Linked DNA regions of Acanthopagrus latus: region 1 is linked to region 2. A link is a contact called in public Hi-C data. All regions are on one chromosome and are shown on one strand. The core of a region is the stretch at or near the end of the contact, and the rest is flanking DNA. Distances in the headings are between cores, read along the strand shown.

Region 1 (3,775 bases), core at 94-2,593, 150 kb after region 2:
GTTTTATGTTTTCTTATATTTGGCTGACCCGGCCACCTTTATGGCTTCAAACAGTGTTCTAGGACCTCCTTCTTCTGAGAAAAGATTATTTATTCAGTTACAGAAACAAAAATATTCTGAGTTTTTATTATTGTCCAATATTATCCAAAACTGTAAATACTGAAAATCTGAGTTTTAAGTTCTTCTCTAAAACTACAAAGTGCCCCTTTAAAAAATATTATGTAATATCAATCTAGATTTAAATCTAGTCTGTTTGTTGTGATGGAGGGCTGGGCAGGAACTTCAGAATGGGACACTGTCTGCCTGAGCAGACCAGACGTGTGTTTAGGAACAGCGCTAAAGAGACATTACACTGAGCAACAAGAACTTAAAGTGGATTACTAATAAGCAAGTCTACTATGATGAGATGAATTAATAGAGGGGACCCAAGCTGTGTTTTGACAGCCCCGTTCAGCAAATCCTCTTAGCAGGTAGGCAGCTAGCTGACTCGGCTACCATTAGCGTCAGTGCACGCTGTCAGTGTAAACCCACTTTTACTCATTAGACTTTATGAAAGTGTAAACAGATTTACTTACCAAAACAGACGCCATTGTGGTCATTTGCCGAAACAGCTAATGTTGTCAGAGGGAAAGTTTAGCCGCCCCGCTGCTGCGAGACGTTACTTCCATGACTGTCAAACTGTGCGCCTTCAGCAGCAGTCTCAGACATAACCTGTCGAGCTCAGATAACACGGCGTTCCGTTCGGCGGTCTTCTTGCAAACTTATTTTACTCTGAATTGTATGCACTCAAAAACTGCGTATTGTTTTCATATGAGCATCCGGAAAAACACCCGCTATTTCTGCAGCTAAAAACACTTGTGGCAGCTGGGAGAGTGGTGCTGCGTTCATGAAACATATGAAAAACAAGGAGATAAGAGGATCCTACTCGACAATTCCATTTCGCAGCTTCAAATAACCGTGCGCGACAGCATTCAAGTTGGAAATGAAAATGTTGAATTTGGGGAATTTGGTGGTACGTCCGTCAAATCAAGGCTCTGCTTACTGCCTCGAAAGAAGCGACAACCATTCAAATAAAGTGTATATATAATAACTACAATATTTAAATCAATAGAATTTAACAAGAATATCACGTAAGCGTTTGGCGACAGATTGTGATCAACGGTATAATTTGTGAGCACCTCCAATGCATTACAATCAAGCCGGGAACTTTGTTTTGTGAACTTTTTGCTGTTGTCATCCAAATAGGTTGTGTTTTTTCCTGGTAAAATGAATGCAGCATTATCGTTAAGGTGGAGCGTCCTCCCGCTGCTAAGCAACTGGCAAGCCATATCAAATGAAACTGCTCTGAGGCAGAAGTGGCCCAGTACCAGCGTCTCTGATTGGTCCGAGGTACAGCACTGACAAATCAGCGACGAGTTTGTTCAACTTGGAAATTGATGTTTGGCTTTTCGGTTTGAAAAGATGTCGCTCAATCGGGGCATCGGCAATGCAGAGGTAATTTTAGTTATATAACAGCATTATTTACTTTTATTTACCCGCAAACTGGTAGTACTGCAATATCGATATTATCATACTTTGAATACAGCTTGAGCCAGCAAAAACAAATGTTGATTTGCAAGCTAGCGAGCTAGCCAGTTAGCTGTGGTCAGTTTTAAATTACCACATCAGCGAGAGTGCTCCTGAAAGACTCATTATGTTTACCGCTAGCTCTTTCTAAAGGCTGCCATGCTTGCAGGCTAATTTAACTATTGTTAGCATCTGCTATCCTGTCGCTCAGGTTTTTTGGGTTAAACAGCTATCTAGTGAAAAACTCATGGCTGTCTTTCCTTGTAGTACATGAGGAGAAGGATACCGAAAAACGCCAAATATCAACATGTCAAAACAAGGCTGGATACAGGTATCTTGTCAATGAACAAGTGTACTACAGTGTTACAGATTATTGACGATTGTTATGCTTATAATAATATATAATGCTCCTTTTGCCTCTCTACTATGTTGCTGTCATTTCTGTCAATAGGATGCAGCCTTTCAAAGTATATGGAAAAACTGGAGGAGATTAGAAAAAGTGAGTAACTCATCTGAAGAGGAATCAGATCAGTGGAAGTGTCCTGTTTTATCATACTCTGTCTTGCTCTTTTTTTGATGTGCTCTCTCACTTAACATGTTGTATGTTTTGTCTGGGGTTCTCAAATCTGGCTTCTGAACAAAAATGTATTTGTTCATAGTCGTACTGAAAACTCACTCAAGCCTGAATCAGAGGTAGGCGTTTAATGATGTCATTTGATTGAATAAGTGCAAAAGGATGGCTGAATTTTGTAAAATGCAAAACCACCTATTTCCAAGTTTTAACATTTGGACTTATGTCTCTGATATTCACATCTGCAATGGGCATTTTATTTATCAGACAGGCTTTAGTGTCTCCTGAAAAAACACATACAGTGTAGAATCCTTTGACCACAGTTTGACCCAGTAAGTACAGAATAGTGTTTCTATTCACAATTGGACACATGACAGTGGTTCAGTCTGTTTGTGTCTTTATAGACACTTTCCATTCTCCCAAAATGTGGACAGGTGGATCAGATAACCCAGTTTGTCAGGACTGTATAAAACTCACGCACGATCCAGTTACAGCCAAGTAAACCTTCCTAAGAGTCTGTTTCTTACTTTCTACTTTAAAAGGTAAACCGGAGAAGTTCTAACCCACTGGTATTTCCCAGTTAAGTACGTTCTTTGTGGACAGTAGTCATTTTGTGTTGACCTGTTCTGATTTCTCAAGGATAAGTGGCATAGATTATATCGCTCTCCAATGGGGGATTGTGCCCCTGTCCACAATAATTCCTGTGTGTCTGCACAAAGACATGCTGGTCAGGTGCCAGTAGAGTTCTTTGAGAAAGTGTGAGCTAGTGATGTCATACTGTGGATAATACCATTATCCCTAGCACAGATAAAACTGTCTGAGCAGCCGGATTTGGGTGTAGTAGTGGCAGCCTCGGCTGGAATACAGTATGGGGACGGACAGGGCAAAGCTGAGGTTTAATGAGGCATTAGAGGGGGATGAGGAGAGTGGGGATCTGCAAGACCCAGGTGAGTTGTGGGTAGTTAGCTGCATTCAGTGGTTAAAGAATCATCACAGTTTTACTTGATTTTGCAATTATCAATCACAGTGATTCGACCTTTGGACCAAATGTGCAAAATTATTAGCTACAGCAGCCTTTCTTAAATACATTTTTTTTAAGGCTGTCATCAGAGCTTTGAGGCTCCCTCCTACCAGAATATTTATTTGTTTTAAATATTATTTGCTTCCCCATTTTTCAGACTATAGATATCGAAAAGATGAAATCTTTAAGCGGTTGAAGGTGACAACATTTGCACAACTGGTAAGCATTGATGTTTATTACCTTATAATACCTCAACATCCTGCAAAATTTATGTGGTCCAGTCAATTATTTTTGTGGCTTATATTGTAGAGGTGACTGCTGGAACGTAGTGAGAAAACCTGATCCATTCACAGGGCTTAATTATTAATAGACCACTTGTGTTCTGGACAGCCGGCTCTGAATTCATTTAGCATGGTTCTCTTTGCATGTTTACCTCCACTTTCTTGGGAGTTTTATTTATATTTGTAACAATGTTTTATTTCTAAACTTGTTTTTCACTTCAGATACTTCAAGTAGCCTCCGTATCAGACCTGAATGAAAGTGATGATGGCGAATCACACACAGGTAACATCATGTAGAGAATGTTAAATGGATTTAACTCTAACAGTGCTGCAGGT
Region 2 (3,593 bases), core at 200-2,699:
ACAACAATGGGCATTCCATGTGACGTACTGGCTGACCTTGTTTTTACAGTGGTTTCCGGTGTTTTGTCCTTTCCAGACATTGTTTTATGGCATCAAGCTGATTCCCCCCTGGTTATTTGAATTAGCGATGGATGGATCAGACCTGAGAAGATGCCGTATTAGGACACTTTTTTCCTGTCGACACATTTTACATGCTTGCACCACAGGTCAGATCAAGGCTCCTATTTCTTTAATTTCATGCCTCTTCTACTCCCCTCTCTCTCCTCATAGGTCTTGTGTTTTTGTCAGCTGCTGTTATTTAAGTTGAATACAGGTAGATGGAAATCCAGAGAGCTCAGCTAGCACGACACTTAACATTAAAATGAGAAAGTGACAAAAGTTAACTAATTGGCTACAGGCAAAAAATCTATTGTGTTTGATTGCATAATAAAGTCACAAAAATAACCCTATACCAGAGGAGCTATGAGTGAGGATGCACTGCTGTTTATATTTTCTATACACGTAATATAAAAGATAGTCAGAATGTGTCAACAGTCATGTGACTAGGACTAAACATTGTATATTTATGTAAAATGATGTAGCCTTTTTTATAAGGTGCTCTTCTAACTGCATTCCCAAAGGATTTTCCCCTTGATATTACTTGTGTCACATTATGCCACATTGTGGACTGAATTAACAAGAGACAGAGATAGAACACGGCAGTAGACAATAACAAAGCAATAGTCAGGTTAGGCAGCTTTGCCTCACTGTCTAGTTAATCGTCATCACTTAAAATTAAGCTTAGAAGCAAAAAATGTCCTATTTTCTCAAGCGCCTGTTGCCTGGACGCCTCTCTCTTTGTGTCATCTCATGTGGGAGAGACTGAGAAGAGAGGAGGCAAGGGAAGAAGTCGAGGATGTACGAACCGAGAAGAGAGGCGTGATTCATTTCCTGCATCCTGTGAGTGGGTGCAGATCAGGTCGGAGAACAAAAACATTTTGGTCAAAGGGATAGTTTTTAGGAAGTGTACTCATTTGCTTTCTTGCATACATTACACGATTCTCGGCTAGCACAAAAAGACTGCAAGCATTTCCCAAAATGGTAAACTGGTAATCCTTTCAACTGTAAGATTACAGAAAGATTGTGGTTCTCTTTACATATTCAAAAGTCAATGCACCCTGTCTTGTGTTTCAAATATTTTTCTCCTAACCGTAACTAAATGCTTAGTTATTCCCTAAATGTCACCATGACAGCCTCATTGTGACTCTGTTTCCATGTGCACATATGAAAACAAAAAAAAACATTCTGTCAGTGGATATTTTGCAGATACTGGGATTTTCCAACTTTGCAGATACATTCATTAAAAACAGCGTTGCAATGAATAATGTAATTCTAATTTTAAGGAGACATGATAGTCTATTCGGACTGAGCACAGCATCATTTTGTTTCTGAGAGTTTATCTCTAGAGAGAATGCAGCGAGAGAGAGAGAGAGAGGGGGGAAGGAGATTTTCCTGGTGAGACCAGAAACTAGTTGTTCTGATCTTTTTGCCATGGTAACAAATTATGTTGTTTGGAATTTTAATAAAGACAGGAAGGATTTTTTTTTTTTTTTTTCTGGTCAAGTAATCACTGTTAGTTTTCACTGCATTGTGAAGCACATGTGGCAGTCCAGCTTGACCTCAACTGCCAAAGATTATCTCTTTCTCTGTTTCATGATTTATGGAGACACTTTAGGCTACAAAAGTTTGGTGTAATTCGAGCAGCACTAATTGTCTTTGTAGACTGGATCATTGATTGCTCTGATGAGTCTTCCTTGTACACACTCTGCTGTATTGATCGTGTCAAAGCAGAGTTAATCCCATGGAAGCGTTCGAACAGAAATATTGTCTTTGAGGTTTAACTGAGAGGAGAACCTTTATGTGTCTTAATGGTGCAGAGCCAGAAAACACAAAGTAGTTGTATAGGTCACACCTGTAGCAATAAGGATTGCAGAGATAGGCAATGTTTGTTTATTAGATAGTGTCTTCATGTAACAGTTTGTCTTTTTGAAAGAGTAACTATAAAAGCCACTGTTTTTTAAAAGAAATTCTGACTAACCTGCCTGAAAAACAGAAAATATAGTGAAATATACTCTCACCACCCCTGCCCCCAAGTTTATTCTGATGCAGTAACTACAAATTGTGCAATTTCTAGGGTGTCTGGGGAGCTTCTCTACTGGTGACAAATAAGTAGCCTGTATTAGTTACTGCTTGCTTTATCTATAAAATGCTACTATAAATTTAGTGTAAATGGTGAAATCATTTGAAAAACTGTGTTTAAACAACTGCTTGGGGGAGTGAGACGCATATAAAGTGGGACGAGGTCTGCGCTGCGTCAAGGAAAGAACAAGAATCACCTGGGTGTGCTGTTTTACTCCCCTCTTAAGCCCTCACAAAAGGGCATTGTCATACCATGACTGGCTATGAGGGGAATGCCCGAGCTGCTCTAAATTGTTAATTGGCAGCCAGTGTCCACACCCTGCACAACAGGTGACCTGAATCTACTGGAATCAATCCAGATCCAGAGGGATTATGACAGTCAGTTAAAAGAGATGGCAAATATCACTGCAATGGTTTGCACCCATAGGTGTGTCAGGTATAAGCTCTGCTGATGTGCTGATCTGTAATCGTCTGGATGAGGGAGGCAGGAAGCCAGGAAGCCTTTAGATTAAAAAAAAAAAAAAAAGTAGAAGTACAGTACATTGTTCTAAATCATCCGTCAATTTATTTTCAGACCCCAGACTTTCTGGGCCACCCTGGATGATCAGGACAGGAAAGAGAAGAAAGTCAAAGACAGTAGAGCAGTACATGTTTTTGAGCGGAACATTTTTAAACCTCAGTGAGGGCCTTTTAATTTAATAGTGCACAAAAAGCTCCATCTGATATTCTCTTCAATGGAGACAAAAATAATTCCACTATCTGGCACAATGTTTCCTCAATTGCATCATGAAACTATTATAATCAATTCAAAGGAAGCACATTATTACACTCACATTGCGTCAAAACCCCAGAATCGGTCTGTGCGCTGGATTGTGTTGGTTGAAATTGCGTCTTTGTGAAATAACCTTTCAACATAATGTATATCTCCCACACAACACACAAAAAGCTGAGACACTTAAAATGGTGTAAAGTCGCTTTTGTCCACAAGATGGCAGTCCGTCCTAAGCCAGGATGTGACAACCTTCTGCTTGACACTGACTGAACTGCTCAGCACACAGATTCACAAAAACTCTGCCCATTAGAGGGGAAAAAAGCAGTTGAAGTACAAACAGCCCTCAGGTGTTTTCACTCATCTTGCCCGATTAGAAATCGTCTCAGGTAGCAGGTGAATCCAGACTATAATTGGCATCACCTGTGTCATCTGTATGTGCAGAGGTTTTAAAATGCTCAAGATTGCATGCTTATCTTGTTGCTGCACATGGGTCCTCCATACATTCAAAATCTGCACCGTTAAAGAGTAACATTTAAAAAAAATGGACAGACACCGTTCAAAATGCTTCAGAATGGAGCATTAATGGAAGAGTTCATCTCACAACTTGAAGCCCTCATGGACAATAGCTGAAGATAGTTGAGTG

Evidence for each region. A called contact is a pair of places that touch in the nucleus more often than the background predicts.
Region 1: a contact with region 2 is called in a Hi-C map of liver, with 4 times the contacts expected there. The contact joins the promoter of cep41 here to the promoter of si:dkey-106n21.1 in region 2. A contact is called at or near these places in 4 of 4 Hi-C or Micro-C datasets (liver and muscle).

The regions. Positions count from the first base shown.
Region 1 is chr8:20,184,190-20,187,964 of fAcaLat1.1, forward strand. It overlaps cep41 (centrosomal protein of 41 kDa), which reads left to right and starts at 1,344. Exons shown (of 11, transcript XM_037106755.1): 1 at 1,344-1,494; 2 at 1,834-1,897; 3 at 2,018-2,065; 4 at 3,316-3,377; 5 at 3,662-3,722. The coding sequence starts at 1,462. It overlaps poc1b (POC1 centriolar protein homolog B), which reads right to left and starts at 889. Exons shown (of 12, transcript XM_037106748.1): 1 at 576-889. The coding sequence starts at 599.
Region 2 is chr8:20,034,252-20,037,844 of fAcaLat1.1, forward strand. si:dkey-106n21.1 (solute carrier family 23 member 1) reads right to left here and starts at 1,450. Exons shown (of 14, transcript XM_037105796.1): 1 at 906-1,450. The coding sequence starts at 976.